Linked DNA regions of Mus musculus: regions 2, 3 and 4 are each linked to region 1. Evidence: chromatin contacts called from public HiChIP or PLAC-seq and promoter capture Hi-C data. All regions are on one chromosome and are shown on one strand. The core of a region is the stretch at or near the end of the contact, and the rest is flanking DNA. Distances in the headings are between cores, read along the strand shown. Region 1 holds the start of Purb (purine rich element binding protein B). Region 2 overlaps Tns3 (tensin 3). Region 3 overlaps Tns3 (tensin 3). Region 4 overlaps Tns3 (tensin 3).

Region 1 (3,381 bases), core at 525-3,024:
CCTGAGTTCAAATCCCCAGTAAACACATGGTGGCTCACAACCACCTGTAATGAGACCTGATGCCCTCTTCTGGTGTGTCTGAAGACAGCTACAGAGTACTTACATATAATAAATAAATAAATCTTTTAAAAAAAAGTACAAAACTAGAAAATGACTCCTGTTTATACAGTTTATGGTGGCCCCTGTCCACTGAATCAAGGATCTCTCCTAGCCACCAGAGAACAGCTGCGCCCAGTTCCACTGTTCACAGACCCTAGGCCCCAGCCAAACTGCACAACTCACCATCTGGAGACATATGTTCCTCTGCCCAAAATAACCTACCCTATCTCCACCTGTTAACATCTATCCTCCAAGGATTACCCAATACATAGTACTGGGACAATGGGTTAGTCATTTGAAGGAAATTCCTTAGATTCTTTACTTCATCCCAGACATCATGATATATTTCAGATAAACATAGTCCTATACTTAAAAATCAAACCATAAAACCACTCAAAAATATGTCCTTACTAAAAAATTACAAGAGAAGACTCTAGGCTTAGATGCAAATGAAATTTCAGCGGAAACAAAATAACAAAGCTGGCCCATCAGGCAGAATACAGGCTAGAGGGGCGGTTAACTGCTCATCACACAAGCATTAAGACACAAGCTTGAAAACCTAGCAGCTGCATAAAAGAGCAGGGTGCAGCAGGGGGTGGGGGTGGGGGATCCCTAGGGCTCACTGACAGCCAGTTTAGATCAATTCAGTGAGCTCTAAGTTCAGCCAGAGACCCACTCACAAAAAATACGGTGGAGAGTAACACAAACACTCTATTTCCGGCCTCCACATACACGTACATGTATAGCCACACAGAAACAAATTTAAAACACTTTAGGGCTGGAGAGATGGCTCAGTGGGTAAGAGCACCCGACTGAAGGTCCAGAGTTCAAATCCCAGCAACCACATGGTGGCTCACAACCATCCGTAACAAGATCTGACTCCCTCTTCTGGTGTGTCTGAAGACAGCTTCAGTGTACTTACATATAATAATAAATAAATCTTTAAAAAAAAAAAAACAACACTTTAGAGGAACCTGGTTAACGAATATTAAACTGATGCAAGAACTCAAGTTTAAGCCAATATAGCTTAGTGAGATCCTATCATTAAAAACACCCAATTGTAAAAAAAAAAAAAACCCAAAAGTTATTTGTGTGAACTCCATTCAGGGAGTTTATAAAATAAGATGGTATTCTGGTTTCTTTGTTTTAGAAACACGGGCTTATTTACTGAAGGATTGCTAGATCCAATCGTTAGGAGTCCGACTTAATCAGTGTACTCGTCCCTGAGGATTAATAATCTAGTAGCATTAGTGAGAAGTAGGATCTCACTGGAGAAAACAGGTTACTGGGGTATGCTCTGGAAAGATCCCTAGCCCCTGGCCCTTTCCTGTCTCTCTGCTTTCCCAGGCGCCAGGAGGTGATTGGCTCCACTGTTGAATAATTCATGTGCTTCTCGGCAAAACGTTCTGCCTTCCCACAGCCCCAAAGCAACAGAGTCATCTAGTCACACACTAAACCCTCTGAAACCGGGAGCGTCAGTAAAGCATCAAGAAAGAGGACCCCAAAACCAGCGGACAGAAACATAGGCTCGCCCGGGGTAGCCGCAGAACGCCTTGCCGGCGCGGCCAGCGACGTCACCTCTGCGCCCCGCCGGCGTGGTGTGTGTGGGTCTTCCGGCCGGGAGGCGGCGGCGGGCGGGGCGGAGTGACGTCACGGGAGGCGCGCGCCGGAAGCGGGCCGTGCCGCACGGAAGCCGCGGGGGCGGGGCGCGGAGGCGATGGGGGGCGGCGGCGACCGGCGATGAGCGGCGGGCGCGCGTGAGGAGCCGGCGGGCGAGGCTGGGGGGCCCCGGAGCGCGAGCCGCAGGGCGGAGGGCGGGGGCGCGAGCGCAGCGGGCGGCGGCGGCGAGGCGGCGGCCGAGAAGATGGCGGACGGCGACAGCGGCAGCGAGCGCGGCGGTGGCGGCGGCGGCGGCGGCGGGCCCGGCGGCTTCCAGCCCGCGCCCCGCGGCGGCGGCGGCGGCGGTGGCGGGCCGGGCGGCGAGCAGGAGACGCAGGAGCTGGCCTCGAAGCGGCTGGACATCCAGAACAAGCGCTTCTACCTGGACGTGAAGCAGAACGCCAAGGGCCGCTTCCTCAAGATCGCCGAGGTGGGCGCGGGCGGCTCCAAGAGCCGCCTCACGCTGTCGATGGCGGTGGCCGCCGAGTTCCGCGACTCGCTGGGCGACTTCATCGAGCACTACGCGCAGCTGGGTCCCAGCAGCCCCGAGCAGCTGGCGGCGGGCGCCGAGGAGGGCGGCGGGCCGCGCCGCGCGCTCAAGAGCGAGTTCCTGGTGCGCGAGAACCGCAAGTACTACCTGGACCTCAAGGAGAACCAGCGCGGCCGCTTCCTGCGCATCCGCCAGACGGTGAACCGCGGCGGCGGCGGCTTCGGCGGGGGGCCCGGGCCCGGCGGCCTGCAGAGCGGCCAGACCATCGCGCTGCCCGCGCAGGGCCTCATCGAGTTCCGCGACGCGCTCGCCAAGCTCATCGACGACTACGGGGGCGACGAGGACGAGCTGGCCGGCGGCCCGGGAGGCGGCGCCGGCGGCCCCGGGGGCGGCCTGTACGGAGAGCTCCCGGAGGGCACCTCCATCACCGTGGACTCGAAGCGCTTCTTCTTCGACGTCGGCTGCAACAAGTACGGGGTGTTCCTGCGAGTGAGCGAGGTGAAGCCGTCCTACCGCAATGCCATCACCGTGCCCTTCAAGGCCTGGGGCAAGTTTGGAGGCGCCTTCTGTCGGTATGCAGATGAAATGAAAGAGATCCAGGAGCGACAGAGGGATAAGCTTTACGAGCGACGCGGCGGGGGCAGCGGTGGCGGCGACGAGTCGGAGGGTGAGGAAGTGGATGAGGATTGAAGCAGGCAGCTTCCCGTACCGGCCTCCCCCAACCCCACCACCATCCCCTTGGCTAGAGAGCGCCCTTTCCTTCTCGTCCCCAGTGAGCTAGTGGAGAGGGATCAGGGGAGGCCGCAGACGAAGAAAACAAAAAAAAAAATAAAATAATATAGTTAAGAGAAATAACCATAAGAAAACAGTCACAGACAATTAGAGAAAAGCAGTTAAGTTCCAAGGAACTGCCAGCAACCTGCAAAGAGGAGCAGCATCTCCTCACCTGCGCAAGAGTCTCAGCTTCTGTTGTTTAAAACCGAGGTTCGGAAATTCATCAGGAAAACACTGGAAGGGATAGATAGATCTTCGAGCGTCTGGGACCAAAACCACACCTGGGTTACCCAGACTCATGCATTGGGAATAGCTGAATTTGTGTTCTTCCTGGGTAATCTGGTCTTAGGATCCCTCCA
Region 2 (3,381 bases), core at 583-3,082, 2.2 Mb before region 1:
TCAGGGAAATAAACAGATCAACCTCTGGCACCACACAGACCTGAGGGAAAACCCAGGCTTCAGCAGCCCTCTCCTGCAGTCAGGCACTTGAGCAGACAGCAGGGTCCTGTGTGACTGTGACCCTTGCTGCTTGCTGGCTCCAGATCCAACCAGAGTATTGGTTGTGCTGAATTCTCCTTCTGAATGGGTCTGAGAAGCTCCTGGCCTGTGACTGGAAGAATTTCCTGGTTTGAAGGTGTTGTAAGACCCCCCTGCCTGGGAGGAGACACTTAGCATTTTCCCAAGCTACAATGAGGGCAGGTTTCCACAGGGAGATCAGAATGATAAATGGCTTCATCCCAGTGATAGGGACAGGTGTGTTCAGTTTGACGCCTGTGAAAACACCTATAGAGTCAGGTGCTCAGGGGTGGAGGAAAGGCAGGCTTCATAGATAGGTGGTTCACATATGGGTGGGGGCTGGGTTGGCGCTCGGGGGCTGTTTGGGAATGTGTTTTCAAATCCTCCTCAGTTTTACCCTTGAGGCAATAGATGAGGTTTTTATCTAGCTGCGTTTTGGGCTATGTTTCTATAAAACCTGCCATCATTGTAGCTTGGGAAAATGCTAAGGAATTTTGGCATCCTCTCGGTCAGCTTTCCGTCCTAGTGCAAACAAACCCAAGGAAGTCTGTGACAGGGAGGAACATTTCATTTTGGCTTATGTGGTCCGGGAGTTCAGTCCATAGTCAGTCGTCAGTCAGCGTCTTTGCTTTTAAGCCTGTAGGAAGGAAGCAGTTAGCTTGGCAGGGAGTTCACTTCCTGGCAACCTGGGAACAAAGCCAACAAGAAAGGGTCCCAAATATCCCCTTCAAGGACACACCTGCAGTGACTTGCCTTCCCTCTTGGTCTCCTGAAAGTTCCACCAGCTTCTAATAAAATCATAGTCTATTGGCCCTTGCAGGGATGTTTAAAACACAATTCCCAGAAACCCTGAGTCCACTGGTGGGCGCCTTGTATTTCCTGCGCCTTTTGAATTGACCAAGCCCAGATCCTTTAAAAAGAACACTGTGGCAGCTTAAGCATTTTCCAGTTTGAAAATAACCGTGCAAGCTGGATTGCTATTGACAGTATGTGCATTTAGTGTGGCTAGTGGGGCTCAGCTGTCTGTCTCTCTCTGTTGGTCGTAAATGGTGTACATCTTTGCAGGTAGATTTTTGGGTGGACCCTAGTTAGTCATGTTCCTAGGAAGATTTCTATGATAAACTCCATGTGATGTAATGTTAGCATTTTAGCTGTTAACAACGTCCTGCTCTGAGCTTCTCAGTACATTCATCCACATTGCTGTGCGACCATCTGTCCATGGCTCTCCAGAACCCCGCATCTTGCAACACTACAATGGCTCCCTGTTCCTCTCCCAAAGCTCCTGGCAACTGTCATTTTAATTTCTGTCCTGCGGTCCTCCTGTAAGTGGAACCAGCCAGAATTTCTCCTTTCTGTGACAGGCATAATGCTTTAAAGGATCATCCGTGGTAGAGTGCATGTCGACTTCCCTTCCTTCTCTCTTTCCATTCGTTCCTTCTTCAGGCTTAATAGTCCAGTACTTAATACTTAGTACTCGAGTGTGGATCCACTGTGTCTTACAGATCCAGTTGTCAGTTAATGACACCTGGGCAACTTCCACCTTTGGGTGATGAGAGATGATGCTATTGGGACCTGGCCGTGTTGTCCCTCATCGCTGTTCTTCGGTTAGACACCCAGAAGCAACTGCAGCCTTTTGGGGTTCCTTGACATGGCCAGACTGCAGCTAAGACACTGTATGATCACTGGCTTCGCAATGCCCTCCAGCTCTTGGTTGGCACCCACAGGGTACGAACCAGGCCTGCAGGAAAGGAAGGAAGCTTCTTACCAAGCTATTTTGACAGATTGCATAAACTTGGTGATTAATGGAAGGAGAAAGAAGGAAGAATGTCTTTGAGAGAGAGAGAGAGAGAGAGAGCGCTCAAGTAAGCGCCTCTAGGGCTGCTTGGTTTTATTTTCAATTAAAAGGGTCTGACTTTGTTTCAGGAGAATGGTTTTAATTTGGGTAAATGGTTCAGCCTGGGAACCACATGCCAGCACTTATGATCTACGAGTGCAATTACACAGGGTTACCTCAGCCGAGCTTTGGAGGGAATAGTGCAGAGCCCAGCTTGCTCTGTTTTGGCTCTGTTGAATGGTGCTGGAGGCCCCCGAGTCACTGGGAGGAGGCAGCTTTTCTGATCAGTACAGGGAGCTTGCTGGGAGCAGCAGCAAGAGCCATGACACTCTTCGTGGCTGGCACTGGTTAATTTTTACCCTCTAAGAATGTATTCACAATTCTAAGGAGTGTCAACAAATGGCTGCCCGTCCCTCTTGGAACACACAGAACCAGACTCAAACTGAGCCAGATTTGCTGGTCCCCTTCCCAGTGTGACTGTTGGCATCACTGGTCAGGTTTGGAAGGAGGAGGGACCACTCATCCTCAGGTTCACCCAGAGTTTTTGAGGCTCCTAGGCCAGATGGGACTGTGGGCCCTAGGGAGAGGGAGAAAAGGCTGGTCTACATGGGTGGTCATCTCTGGCTGCTTCTTCTTCTTTTTTTATATTTATTTATTTATTTATTTATTTATTTATTTATTATATGTAAATACACTGTGGCTGTCTTCAGACACTCCAGAAGAGGACATCAAATTTCATTACAGATGGTTGTGAGCCACCATGTGGTTGCTGGGATTTGAACTTGGGACTTTTGGAAGAGCAGTCGGCACTCTTAACCGCTGAGCCATCTCACCAGCCCTCTGGCTTATTTTTAAGACGTTGAAGGAGGTGGGGCCACGTGGGGGCTTGATAGTGTGGATCAACTACCTGCAATAGCCAAGGGAAATTGCACAAGGCGAAGAAGAATGGGAAAACTCAGGAAGATGATTGTACTTATCAACTAGAATGAGATGAGGCATAGGGCAGGTCCCCACAATGGCGGTAATGTGGTTTGCAAATCTGCACCAGTACCCACTGATCTCAGGGAGTTGGTGGACCCTTAGGGAAGGTGGGCCACTGGGACCTTCAGGGTGGGAGGCGGAGTTCTGAGGATGCAGACTGCAAAGCAAGATCGGGTATCATTTTTTTGCTGGCTTGTGGAAAGCCTGATCCTCATCATTCTCCCAGAAAAGGAAGCATAAGGGATGATTGGGGCATGGGAGAAGAGGAAGGCAGGGTGGACTCTAGTACTTGGGTCCTGACCTCTTTCCTAAGGAAAGACAGGGAGGTGGGTATGTTAGTCAATTGAGAGTTACGGCAACAAAACACCCCAGGTAGGTTGGCTTTGGAAAAATAAGGTTTGTCTGGCAAACAGTTTTGGAGATGGCAAGTCCAGTACTTCTTAGATCCT
Region 3 (3,381 bases), core at 380-2,879, 2.1 Mb before region 1:
GGAGGGCCTGACTTCTTTCTGGAAGATTCCCATGTGAGCTAACATTTCATTCAACAACCCCCTCCCCAACTCCCCCATGCACGTCTTGCCCATCCTGCTTTGGGGCGTCTGTTCATATTTAGAACTTGACCTATCAGGAGTGTCTCCCTGATTTCTGCTTTCTTATGGGTGTCTCCCTTACTTCTAGGCCCATGTCACTGCCTCCTAGTCCGTTGACACCTCTTGTTTCTTCTCTTTCCAGATTCCACTTGTGGTCTTTTTAAAAAAGATTTATTTATTATATGTAAGCACACTGCAGCCATCTTCAGACACACCAGAAGAGGGCATCAGATCCCATTACAGATGGTTGTGAGCCACCATGTGGGTGCTGAGATTTGGATTCAGGACTTCTGGAAGAGCAGTCGGTTCTCTTAACCACCGAGCCATCTCTCCAGCCCCCTACTTACGGTCTTTACAAGTGAGGGAGTCTATCTACCCACTCTTTCCTTTACCTCTAGCCCCTCAGGCTGGGCACAGGCAGAGGAACACCCAACGGAGAGGCCCCCTGGGCTGTTATTTGTACATATTTGAGAAACGGTGGAACCTACCAAGGAAGCACATGTCGCACATGTCAGAGAAGTTCTGAAAGTCTTGAGAATCTCTGGTCCACTCAGGGCTCTTCTAGTATCTTCCCAGTATTGTCTTCCAGAGCCGAAGTTTAGGTGGGGAGAGGTATTCTGAGCACCTTCTCCTACCCTAACAGTACTTCTCTGTCCTGCCTGGGCAGGGGACCTTGGTGGTATCTTTATAGGCTTGTCCTTAGGTTATCTCTGTGTGTCTTCATCCTTTTTTTTTTCAAGCAAAGCAGATTTTTAAAAAAAGATTTATTTATTATTTATTTTTATATGTAAGTACACTGTAGCTGTCTTCAGACACAGCAGAAGAGGGCGTCAGATGTCATTAAGGATGGTTGTGAGCCACCATGTGGTTGCTGGGATTTGAACTCAGGACCTTCAGGAAGAGCTGTCAGTGCTCTTAACCACTGAGCCATCTCTCCAGCCCCTGTGTCTTCATCCTTATAAGACTTTCAGATACTTCACTTTGCTTCCCAGCCACCCCCTCCCCCCCAACACGACCCTGTGCTGTTGCCAGGTGTGCCTCTGGACAGCCAGCTGGTGGTTGGTCATGACTGTATGTGCTCGGGGCCAGTTCGTGGTGGTCTCTAGGGTGACCTTCCTCTAGATGGGGTGTATTCCATGTAGAGGTTTATGTCCTGCTGCCGCTGAATTCTTCTGTCCTGCTGCCACTGAATTCTTCTTCAGCCACTTCTAGAGTAAGAGTTTGGAAGAGAAACAACCCCACCTACACAGGGACAACAGACAGACAGACAGACAGACAGACAGACACACACACACACACACACACCTCTTTTAGAAGCAGGGCTGAACTGACTGCACACACCAGTCCTCTCCGCATTTTAACTTGCGAAACCAAGCTTCTGTTGACAAGGCTCTGCCACTTCTGTAAAGCTGTTAATTTTGGGCAAGGATTCAGGAAGTGGCCACCCCCACGGTCCCCTGAACACAGAAAGAGCCCAGAGCTTCCTTATTTCCACCTCCCAGGGGCAGCCGACTGAATTCATTTTTGTGTGTTTCCAGACTTTTGACTCACCACCGGAGAATTCCCCAAGACTTGCTGAACAAGTGGGTGGGTGAGCAGGGGAGGACATTGGAGGATTACAGGTTTTAGTCTTCCTGTTACTAAGCATCTCCCTGCTTACCGGATCTTAGGGACAATAAATACTTGCTGAGCCTTAAGGAAGGCTGGAAGATCCGAATGAATGGAATGTAGAATGTAGGGTAAAAATCTGCAATTCCAGTCTTACTGTAGATTGCCCTCCTTTGAATCTGAAGGGTCCCGTGCTTAGCTGGTGGATCCTTTGGAGGCTCTGATCTTGAAGGCCTTGAATGGGGTCAGGAGAGGAGAAGTGAAGGGCATGTTTATTGTTTGTTTCAGTTCAGCCGTGCTGAACTTTGAACCCAGAACCCCCACCTGCTAGGCCAGCCCTCTGCTCCCTCTCTAACCCCTCTGTGGGGTCCTTTACTGGGGACATCTTAGGCCTGGAGTACTGATGAGGTGGAGCAGAGGTGGCTTGTGAGTGTGATGTCCTACAGAGGTGGCCTGGACAGCGTTGTGAGGACACTGGTGGATGATAAGTGTTGGATGCTAGGTTAATGTCACATGGTGTGAGGTGGGGACTCTTTGCAGAATATATGAAATAAAGATTTAACTAGTCAGATATAAAAATTATGGTAACTTTTACTTTAATTTTTTTTTTAAGATGTATTTACTTACTTTAGGTATGTGAGTACATCTTCATGAGAGCTCATCTTCAGACTGTAGCTGACTTCAGACACACCAGCAGAGGACATTGCATTCCATTACAGATGGTTGCAAGCCACTATGTGGTTGCTGGGAATTGAACTCAGGACCTCTGGAAGAGCAAGCAGTCAGTGCTTTTAACCTCTGAGCCATCTCTCCAGCCCTTACTTTAATTTTTTTTTTTTTTCGAGACAGGGTTTCTCTGTGTAGCCCTCGGCTGTCCTGAAACTCACTCTGTAGACCAGGCTGGCCTCGAACTCAGAAATCCACCTGCCGAGTGCTGGGATTAAAGGCATGTACCACTACGCCTAGCCCTTATTTTAATTTTTAAGTGACGTGTTTTATCTTTCACTATGAGTCCTTGTACATGTCTGTGTGTATGCACATGTGAGTGCAGGTGCCAGCAGAGGCCAGAAGAGAGTGTTGGATCCTGTGGAGCTAAAGTAAGAGGCAGTAACTGGAAGATGGCTGCTGAAACTGAACTCAGATTCTTCCTCTCTGAGTGCAGTGTGTGCTCTTAACCATTGCGCTGTCATTACTTCTTATTTATTTACTTATTTTACATTACATCATTCTTAGACACTTTGTACAAAAATGTCTTGAAAGAAAATTTCCCTTAGTGTTCTGATTTAAGTTGTATTCCGGAAGACACTACAATTTCTTACTAATGGTTGACTGTCCTGTCCTGAAATATGGTATTTGATTAACCATTGTGAATGACTAGTGTGTGAAGGAATGAATTAATGAGTGACAGCAGGTTGAGACTACTGACCCAAGAGGAGTTGGAGATGTGATGGGTAGCTCTCTGTATTTAAGATGCTGGTTGAAAGGGCCCACGTCCACTGTGGAAAGCCATCTATTTATAAGAACTGGATCCCTCTGTGGTGTTGGACGCTTTCTCTATATCATCAGCCACTGGTCCTTGTAAATCAGCTACTTGACCAGCTCCATGAGACTGTGTGATGGTTTGAAATGGAACTCTCAGATTCTGCGTGGCTGTGGTAGAAGCTTGCGTGAAGT
Region 4 (3,381 bases), core at 609-3,108, 2.0 Mb before region 1:
CTCCAGGTTTGGACTCTGACACTTTAAGGGAATACCTTCCATTCTGGTGCTCAGGCTTGACTTCCTAGACAGCTATAATTGAGCTGTGTGAGAGTTCCCTCTGCGGCTGTGGAGTAGACAGTCCAAAGGGCATTCAGATCTGCAGTCCTAAGATGGCCAGATCCACTGCTCAGTATTCCTGTGCTTCTGTTAACTTCTGGGAATCATGGGGTTCCTCCTGGGCAGTTCCTCATCGGTAGGATGAGATGCTCCCGTGGAGCATCCAGAGATATGTTTCTTCTTCACCTGGTGTTGGCTACAGCCCTACTCCATGAATGGGTGACTGTCAGATAGAACTTCTCTAGATCTTATTTCTGTGGCATAAATAGTCATGAAGAGATTTTCCAAAGATCTTGATATCTGCTGGAAATATCACTGATGGGAGTGTGTGTGCCATAGCTCAACACAGCTAGCATAGCTGCATAAGGAGGTTGAGGCAGGCAGAGGTATGGGAAAGCAAATGAGGACTAGGTGTGTGTTCCAGGGGGGAGATTGTTTGCCATGGTGGATAATGGTGAGGGCGATGCTAGTCTGAGGTTGAATAGGGCAGGCAAGCTATGGAAGAACTTTCTATATAGTGCTGCTGGGTCAGTTAGCTTTCCTGTTCCTGTTGTAAAATGCCCAGCAGAAGCAGCATAAAGCCCCAGAGGTTTTTTTATTTCATCTCCCACTTGCAGAGAGTTCTCAGTCCATTCCGACAGGGAAGACTGGTGATGGCAGCTTGCATAAGGCTGTTTCTGTGGCATCCAGCAAGAAGCAAAAAATATGGATGGGAACCAGGGCAGATATAACCTTCAAAGACTTAACCTCTAGTGAGCTACTTTCATCTATCCAACTATCCATCCATCCATCATCCATCCATCCATCATCATCCATCCATCCTACCATCCTTCCATCCATCCATCCATCCATCCATCCATCCATCCATCCATCCATCCCCACCACCCATAGGGTTCCCAACCTTCAAAACAGTGGTACGAGTATGAATTGAGTTAAACGTGAACAAATGGGGACGTTTCACATTCCAGCCAGGACTGTGGCAGGGCCCTTGTGCCTGTCTATACTTCATAGTCTTCTGTATTTGGATCAGAATGGTCTGTGAGAACTCTGCCTTTAAAAATCTCTCAACTTAATTTTTGTTTGTGCTTACTACAATCACTCTTTTTATTATGACAGCGTTCTTAATGTACACTCAGCCCTTTGTACACTCAGCCCTTTCTGAGTCCTGCCTGCTGAGCTGGTTAGGTGAAAAGCACTTCACGGAACACCTTATGCTGTTAAGGGACAATGATCCCTATGGGTAGCCAATCCTACTCTTAAAGAGCTCCTCCTCTTGTTGATAAATTGAGGCCACACTCTGCTGCCACCCAGGCTCCAAAGGTCTCCTTTCATTGACTCTGTGATGTAACAGTTGTGTGGCACTTTTAGGTGCAGGGTGACAAAGCTGAGGGCAGTGGCTCTCAATAGCTGTCTGACCCCTGGGAAGCCTCTGCTCAGTATTCAGAGCTGTAATCCAGTCATGGACTATTGACTTTTGAAAATGGATGGAACCTGTTGGGAAAGAAAGTGTGATGTCGATGCTGCCAAAGGACAAGTGCCAGGCCCTGGCTTCCATCCCATTAAGAAGACTTTTATTATTATTGTTGCTGCTGTTGTTGTTTTAATTCCCAAGTGGTGCTAGAAAAACTGTCTGAAAATGTGTGTCATTCTGTAGTGTTGCAAGAATCTTATGAGTTTTGAAGTGATGGCCCCAGGATAGAGAGGTGGCACTGAGATTTCAGTGGATTTGACCTTTGCCCTCACCTCTCAGTCTCCAGCCTATGCACTCTCCTGAGGTCTCCCTCCCAGGAGGAAGCAGGAGCACCATCTCCTGAAACACCCTCGGGTGCTTCACTCTACCTTCCAGAGGGCGCATCATGAGAGTTTGGCAGGTGATGGAGGCTGGGGTGGTCCATCTGTCCCACTACAGTTTCCATGTCTTTGTAGTCCAGCTGTCATGCAACATCACTCTCACGCCAGTTTCCCCTCTGCATCGCAGTCACGGACTGCATCTCTAGCTTTCTCTGATGACCTCACCCTCTTAGCTAACACACACAGTGACTCAGTCTTAGCCTTGTATTCTATCCCCGGGGCTGGGGACCTTTCCACTCCAGTCGCACCTGTGGGAATAGCAGCTAAGTTCTTGCTTTGCCTTTCATTGTCTTTCCTGAGATTGGAGCCAGGTTGTTGCTCCTTCCATACAGCTTCTTTTCTCACACCTCAAGTCTTGTATGGAAACTCTGCTGTTGTGACTTCCCACCATTTCCTTCCATTAAGGTACAAATGGCTGCCCAGTGATGTCGCAGGTCCACCTGCCTGGCTCTCTTCTGCGTCCTCCATGGGAGTACCATCCCTCACAATGCCAGGGAGATGTGAGATTGCAGCTTTATTTCTACAAAGCCTGAGGTCTTGTGTTTCTCAGTTCTGCCAAGTCCGGGAAAGCTTTTGACTACAGTATTTGGTCCATGGGATGTAAAACAGCAGAGACAGGAAGCTGTGATTAGTGGCTCTTCCCCTTGTGTATTTAGCTCATGTGTTCCTACCCCTGGAACATCCACCCCTTCCTCTCACACTTGGCTGAATGGTAGTCCCCTCTTTTCTCTTGGAGATTTAAAATGTACCAAGAAAGGAATAGAGATCAAGCCTGTGGGGCTATGGCCTGTGCACTCTTCTCTTTTAAGGAGTCAAGGGAGAGAAAATTTGTCTGTGAATGCATTTTAAGGGCAAAGGGAGGAGCTTTAAAAAAACAAAAGGTTCATCTAGAACAGTCTTTTCAGACAGGTCTTCTGTGTAGCCGAGCATCCTTACCCTGCCTTGCTTGTCAGAGCTACATGTCTAGCTCCCTGTGCCCTGAAGCTCTGGACTGGGGGACCAACATGCTTAGTCTTATGGAAGCGTCTCCTGCTGATGATGGTGGAGTTGTTTTGGACCAGTGACATTTCCAGGGCCAGTGGCTTTCTGACTTTAGTTCTGCAGCTTCGAGACCTCATGCTGATACTTAAAGGGCATCCCTTTTCCATCCTGCCTCCTATGCAAGCCCTCCCTCAGCCTCTGGTCCCACCGTTACCTCTTTATAGTCTTCATATTGGCTTCTTACGTAGAACTTTATCTGAAGGTTGAGCTCAGTCATTGGCAGTTGGAAACCACTGCCCTGTGTGCCTTTTTCTGGTATCTCAGAGTTGAGATTGTTTTTTAAGGTTTGCACACAAGACTTGTGATATCAAACACACCCTGCAGTATTTAAACAGTCTTGCTTCCCCCTATAGGTTCCAGGACAGAGAATAAAAATAGTTTTGAGTCTTA

What was found. Promoter capture Hi-C pulls out the DNA fragments that hold promoters and counts their contacts. HiChIP or PLAC-seq counts read pairs in DNA pulled down with a chosen protein or histone mark.
Region 2: a contact with region 1 is called in an H3K4me3 HiChIP or PLAC-seq map of embryonic limb bud, with 7 times the contacts expected there. The contact joins the enhancer-like site here to the promoter of Purb in region 1. A contact is called at or near these places in 5 of 39 promoter capture datasets (the 3T3-L1 cell line, 3T3-L1-derived adipocytes, cranial neural crest and 2 more), 4 of 115 datasets of contacts at active chromatin or transcription factors (embryonic limb bud, embryonic stem cells and pro-B cells) and 1 of 9 other capture datasets (embryonic stem cells).
Region 3: a contact with region 1 is called in a promoter capture Hi-C map of embryonic stem cells, with 4 times the contacts expected there. The contact joins the enhancer-like site here to the promoter of Purb in region 1. A contact is called at or near these places in 6 of 39 promoter capture datasets (the 3T3-L1 cell line, the C10 cell line, embryonic stem cells and 2 more) and 1 of 115 datasets of contacts at active chromatin or transcription factors (differentiating embryonic stem cells).
Region 4: a contact with region 1 is called in a promoter capture Hi-C map of liver, with 4 times the contacts expected there. The contact joins the enhancer-like site here to the promoter of Purb in region 1. A contact is called at or near these places in 5 of 39 promoter capture datasets (the 3T3-L1 cell line, 3T3-L1-derived adipocytes, cranial neural crest and 2 more).

Annotation. Positions count from the first base shown.
Region 1 is chr11:6,474,469-6,477,849 of GRCm38.p6, reverse strand. It overlaps Purb (purine rich element binding protein B), which reads left to right and starts at 1,774. Exons shown (of 1, transcript NM_011221.3): 1 at 1,774-3,381. The coding sequence starts at 1,964. The coding sequence ends at 2,938.
Region 2 is chr11:8,655,667-8,659,047 of GRCm38.p6, reverse strand. All of the region lies in intron 1 of Tns3 (tensin 3), which reads left to right. Among named protein-coding and RNA genes, the nearest start is that of Tns3, 7.2 kb to the left of the region's middle. Within about 2 kb of position 1,832, at least 70 of the 459 cell types and tissues checked have an H3K27ac peak or open chromatin away from gene starts, as enhancers often do. A contact at or near this core is called in embryonic limb bud and hippocampal neurons, where this site is marked.
Region 3 is chr11:8,587,864-8,591,244 of GRCm38.p6, reverse strand. All of the region lies in intron 3 of Tns3 (tensin 3), which reads left to right. Among named protein-coding and RNA genes, the nearest start is that of Tns3, 75 kb to the left of the region's middle. Within about 2 kb of position 1,629, at least 159 of the 459 cell types and tissues checked have an H3K27ac peak or open chromatin away from gene starts, as enhancers often do. A contact at or near this core is called in embryonic stem cells, liver and trophoblast stem cells, where this site is marked.
Region 4 is chr11:8,508,533-8,511,913 of GRCm38.p6, reverse strand. All of the region lies in intron 16 of Tns3 (tensin 3), which reads left to right. Among named protein-coding and RNA genes, the nearest start is that of Tns3, 150 kb to the left of the region's middle. Within about 2 kb of position 1,858, at least 13 of the 459 cell types and tissues checked have an H3K27ac peak or open chromatin away from gene starts, as enhancers often do. A contact at or near this core is called in liver, where this site is marked.